Regions from separate parts of the Sus scrofa genome. Here region 2 is linked to region 1. A link is a contact called in public Hi-C data. All regions are on one chromosome and are shown on one strand. The core of a region is the stretch at or near the end of the contact, and the rest is flanking DNA. Distances in the headings are between cores, read along the strand shown.

The links. Hi-C and Micro-C count contacts between places; a contact is called where the count stands out from the background.
Region 2: a contact with region 1 is called in a Hi-C map of skeletal muscle, with 4 times the contacts expected there. The contact joins two enhancer-like sites. A contact is called at or near these places in 11 of 47 Hi-C or Micro-C datasets (embryonic fibroblasts, epiblast stem cells, fetal liver and 8 more) and 1 of 2 datasets of contacts at active chromatin or transcription factors (skeletal muscle).

Annotation. Positions count from the first base shown.
Region 1 is chr15:81,916,572-81,919,121 of Sscrofa11.1, reverse strand. All of the region lies in intron 1 of HOXD9 (homeobox protein Hox-D9), which reads right to left. HOXD10 (homeobox protein Hox-D10) reads right to left here. Exons shown (of 3, transcript XM_021076346.1): 2 at 332-2,550. The coding sequence starts at 1,286. Among named protein-coding and RNA genes, the nearest start is that of HOXD10, 6.5 kb to the right of the region's middle. Within about 2 kb of position 1,266, at least 24 of the 83 cell types and tissues checked have an H3K27ac peak or open chromatin away from gene starts, as enhancers often do. A contact at or near this core is called in retroperitoneal adipose tissue and skeletal muscle, where this site is marked.
Region 2 is chr15:82,341,152-82,343,701 of Sscrofa11.1, reverse strand. No RefSeq gene overlaps it. Among named protein-coding and RNA genes, the nearest start is that of MTX2, 280 kb to the right of the region's middle. Within about 2 kb of position 1,286, at least 39 of the 83 cell types and tissues checked have an H3K27ac peak or open chromatin away from gene starts, as enhancers often do. A contact at or near this core is called in retroperitoneal adipose tissue and skeletal muscle, where this site is marked.

The DNA.
Region 1 (2,550 bases), core at 17-2,516:
AGGAGGGTCTGGGGCATGTTTACCAGCCGCAGGTCTCATTTGCACTCTTTTGTTGCATTTCAAGTCTAGCTCAGGAAAAATAAACCCGGCAAACCCTTCCTCTGCCTGGGCTCCCTCAGCGTGGGGCCAGGACCAGCCAGGAGGGCCAGGGCAGTGCCGGAGAAGCGGAGACCATCTCAGGACTAAGAATGCCCCTCTAAAAGCCGGGAGGAGCAGCACCTCCCTGTCGGGCCCCAGACTGCCGAGCTCGACACTGGGCACCCAGGCGGAGCTCTTTGCCGGGTTCCCGGGCTGCTCGCCCCGCTGGGGTGGCAACTCTGCTCATACCGACCTTTGCTTTCCTTCTCCTGTACTTCAGGACTGGACACGGAGACCTCAGCCAGGCAGCTCCTCTCTTCCGGAAGGCCACCCTTGGCCTCGGGGCTCTCCACCTGGGAGACTTTGTTGGGCTCCGGGCCACTCGCGGGCTCGTTCATCTTCTTTTCCATCTGCAGCTGGGCGGCCGAGAGCTGCGGCTTGGCCGCGCCGCGAGGGTTGAGCTGGAGCATGACTGTGGAGCTGCCTTCGGGGCTGTTATTGTACTCTTGGGTTTTCCCGGTGGCGTAGGTCTGACTCAGTCTAAAATATCCAGGGACAGGAACCTCAGGGTTCTCAACGGGACAGGACTCAGGGACCAGCCTCTGGTACGAAGGGACCTCAGCAGAAATGAGTTTGTTGCGCTTATCAGAATACATGCAGCAATTGGATTCTTCCTTAATGTTGGTGGTGAAGGAGCAAGTGGGGACTTGCTGTGTAACAGGTTGCTCTATTCGACAAGATCTGTTCGGGTCTGTCCAACTGTCTACTTGAGGTATATAAGGATGCACATTCATACCCATATTTTGGTGGTTCACTTCTCTTTTGGCCAGAGACGGGAGCAGTCCACAGGTTTGCATTCCATAGGTCCCCATGTCTGCGCTAGGTGGTGGCATGTACATGCTGGCGCTGCTCGAATAAAAACTGTCACTCCTGCAGGCACTGATCAAGGAATCTACTAAAAAAGTATTAGCAGCAGGAGAGCTGTTGGGAAAGGACATTTTGGGGAGGAATTTGAAGAAGAGAGATTGTGTCCTTTGTAGGCTGACATCTCTAGGAAAACATTCCCCGTGTAATTGTGGATGCCTCTGCCGACCACATGACAACCAAGCCAATGAGATTTGAAAATGGCCTTGAGCCGCAGCCTCCTCGCAGGTCACGTGCTCCAGAGCCCGGCCGGCCAGCCGCGTAAGCACGGACAACAGCGACATCTACTACGCGCCTGCGATAGTGCGCGCTGGAGACTGCCGGCCCAGCACTCTTCGCCGCCCGCCAGCCTCCCGGGGCTCGCTCGGCCCTCCCGCCCCACTCGCGTCCCCCACTCCGGCCTCTGGGCCCCGCAGGCGGAAGGAAACACTCGGCCCCGAGGGGGTCTCCAGGCGGACACACGCAGGGAGGGAAGTCGGAGCGCCGTGGCGCCAGCACACAGAAGCATGCCCCGCACACACCCAGGCAGGCGCCCGAGACGGCCCGGGCCCGGGCGGGGGGGATGGTGGGGGGCCCAGCCTAGTTCATTTTGTCTCGGGCAGCCTGGGAAGGTGAGTCGGATTCCCCAGGCTCTGAGACATCCCACCCCAGGGGTCCACAGGAAAGAGCTCTGGCGCCTAAGACGCGGCCAAGGTATCCTGGGGAGCGGAGGCGAGAAGGACCGCGAGGGCCGAGAGGCTACGCAGTTGGCCGGCCCCGCGGAGCCCCAGGACCCGCCCGGCCCCGGCGCTGTCCTCTGCCTCCGCCCGGCCACCCTAGCTCCGGGCGCCTGCGCCCCGGTGGGCTACCCGAGCCTTTGACTCTCGGAGGAACCACACCCCGACCTCTGCGGGTCGGGCCGCTGGGAGCTTTCAGTCCGGAGACAATCCCTTTCCAGCAGTTCACAATCCGCGAAAGCGTCCCTCGGGTTCCCAGCGGAAGAACGAAACCGAGGTTTCCTCCCCACGCGCCCTGATAATAGAGGGCAAAGAGGAAGGAAGGGAGAGAGAAAGAAAACGTTTTCAAGGAAAGGAAGGAACTCTCGCTTTCATACTCCAGAAGTTTTAGAAAACTGGGCCAAGCAGGAGAGAGTGAGAGGCAAAGGTGTCATTTGGTTCTTCTGCAAAGAAAAATATGTTTTCCTTTTATGGATTTTGTAAAAGCATTGGTTTCTGACAAGTGCAAGGTACAAAAGGTTGTGGAATTTATTAATACATATTAAGAAGAATCAGGGCGATCAATAAAATTCTCATCTACATTCTTGGGCTACTTGGTAATTTTCTTGCTTCTGAAGGTTTTTAAAGAGTTATACCCGCTGTTGCCACACACGGGAAGATATTTTATTAACAAATCAATCGAGACTTTGTAAAGGATAAGATTAATAGTTAAGATTTAGCATAATGGCGTTCGCTTTATGAATTATTGAAAATTATACTATTGATTTTTCCCCTTCGCTACTAACCAAGAAGGTCAATTTTTGTTTTAACACAAATTGTCAAATATTAAAAG
Region 2 (2,550 bases), core at 37-2,536, 420 kb before region 1:
TACACACACAATGGAATACTACTCAGTCATAAAAAATGAACTTTTGCTATCTGCAGCAACATTATGCTAAGTGAAATAAGTCCGACAGAGAAAGATAAGTACTGTATAATCATTTACATGTAGAATCTAAAAAATACAACAAATTAGTGGATAAAACCAAGAAGTACACTTACAGGTAAAAAGAATAAACTAGTGGTTGAGGGGGGAGGGGTAATATAGGGTTGGGGAAGTGGAATGTACAAACCCCTGGGTGTAAGACAGGCTCAAGGACATATCGTAGAACACGGGGAATATAGCCAATATCTTGTAAAAACCATAAAGTAACCTTTCAAAATTGTATTAGAAATAAATAAAAGTTTTTTGTTTTTTGTCTTTTTAAGGCTGCACCGGCTGCATATGGAGTTTCCCAGGCTAGGGGTCCAATCGGAGCTGTAGCCACCAGCCTACACCACAGGCACAGCAACGTGGGATCCAAGCCGTGTCTGTGACCTACACCACAGCTCAGGGCAACACCAGACTGAGCCTTAACCCACTGAGCGAGGCCAGGGATCGAACCCATGTCCTCATGGATGCTAGTTGGGTTCATTAACCGCCGAGCCATGACAGGAACTCCAGTAAAATTTTTTTAAAAGGATTCATTTAAAAAGTTTTTGTAACCTCTGAAAGCTTTCATTAAAAATGTAGATGTTTTTATGTTTCCTCATTTATTGAAAAAATTCTTAACAGAAAGATTCTCACCTCTTCCTGGAGATTACTGTCATTAAAATGGAAACTATTTTTGCCCGTAAATGTGGTTCCAAGAGTTTGAGACAGATTTATGCAAATGGCTGATTTGTAATATCACTCATTTTAAAATATTTTACCTTTATATATACATTATAGGTGTTCAGTTTAAAATATTGCTGAGCAGCTGCCAACTTTTAAAGTTATAATAAAATCAAAGTGGCCATTACTAAGAGACCATGCAAAAGCCTACAAACCTGGAAGGCAGCTATGCTCACCATTCTACCACCAATGCAAAAGCCTACAAACCTGCACTAAGAAAATAGATAAAAAGCTCCAGTATGTTCTTAAGGAAAAATTATGCACTTGCCCCGTACCCCCAAATAATATGTTTTAGCTATTCATTATGAGGAATATCTCTTCCTGTGCATCCACAGAAAGATCTAAATTGCTCCTAAAGGAAATTTTATTTTCTGTAAAAAGCGGCTTAACTCGGAATGAAGGGGCTAATTTTTATTTGACCACTAGGTGTCGCTGTTGGTGGTGGCGTGGGCGGTAAGGCGGGGGAGGGGCCGTTGAAAGCCGTCTCAGAGGATTTGGTGGGGGACGGGTTGTGAGTCCCCTCCCCCCAACATAAAATTCTCACATTACTGCCCTTCTCGCTTTCTGTATTCAGAGGGACGACCGTCGAAAGGAAATAGGGAAGCACGAAGATACAGCTCTTGGAGAGTTTCCATACTCAGGGGCCGTCACACCACCAAAGGGGAAAGGGGATTCATATCCAACAAAAATGAACTACTAAAGACCAGTCCGTTTTAATAATTCCCTAACCACACAGCAGGAAAACAGAAAAATGTCAATTACTTCATGTTCCAGGAGGGAAGCATTCCTCACCGCTGTCTGCCCGGTGCTAAAGAAATGAGATGAATAATTTATATCACAAAGCGAAGTGAGGGTCCGCGTGCGTGAAGGGGATTTGAGGAAGGAGCTATCGCGGCCCGTCAGAAACACCGTCCGTGAGACTGCAAACAAAGCCAGTCGGAAAAGCCTTAGGAAGTTGAATGGATTTATTTTCCAGCAACTGTCAGCGAAGTCCGATTTAATTCTGGACTTGACCATAAGAAATGGGAACTTTTTCAAAGCCCGTGCGTGGAAAAGCAAACAATGAAAAAGAGATTTTCCTGGTGTTGTGCTTGGCCCAGACTCCAACGATAGCGGGATGGGTGGTGCCTGACTGGTCTCGGGAGGGGGATCGTCCTCCTCTTCAGAGTCCCCCCCCCCCCCCCCCCATCCCCTGGGCCTGCAGCCAGGCCGCAGGGTCAGAGGCCGGATCCCTGACTGGCGGCTGGCTGGGCTCATTGGCAGAGCTGCAAAGGAAACTGCTGTGTGCCAGTGCTATTTCAAGCAAGCGTCTCTAGCTGGAGCTGTTATTCTTTCACTTTCCGAAGAGGAAAAAATAAAGTTTGAGAAAACCAAGGAGTTGGAGGGGAGAGCCTGGCTGAGGAGTAAAAACCCCTAATGAGCGTCCAGAGGAGAATTTTTTAAAACAGAGGGAGAAGTTGAACCTCATGGCCCCCAACTTTTCATACTTGAAAATATTTCCTTATTCATTTGTTATAAACTAATGCATGAAATGATCATTTCTGTCTTCTGCTTTAGACATTTCTCAGAGCAGGGTTATTGGTTTAGCGTGAACTACATTCACTGGAAGCAAGTTGGTGCAATAATAATTTAATTAATTTTAAAAATGAGCAAAGTAAGAGGAAGGAACTAACATTGAGTGCTAACCATGTGCTAGCTATTACTCTCAGTGCTGTCTCAGTATTG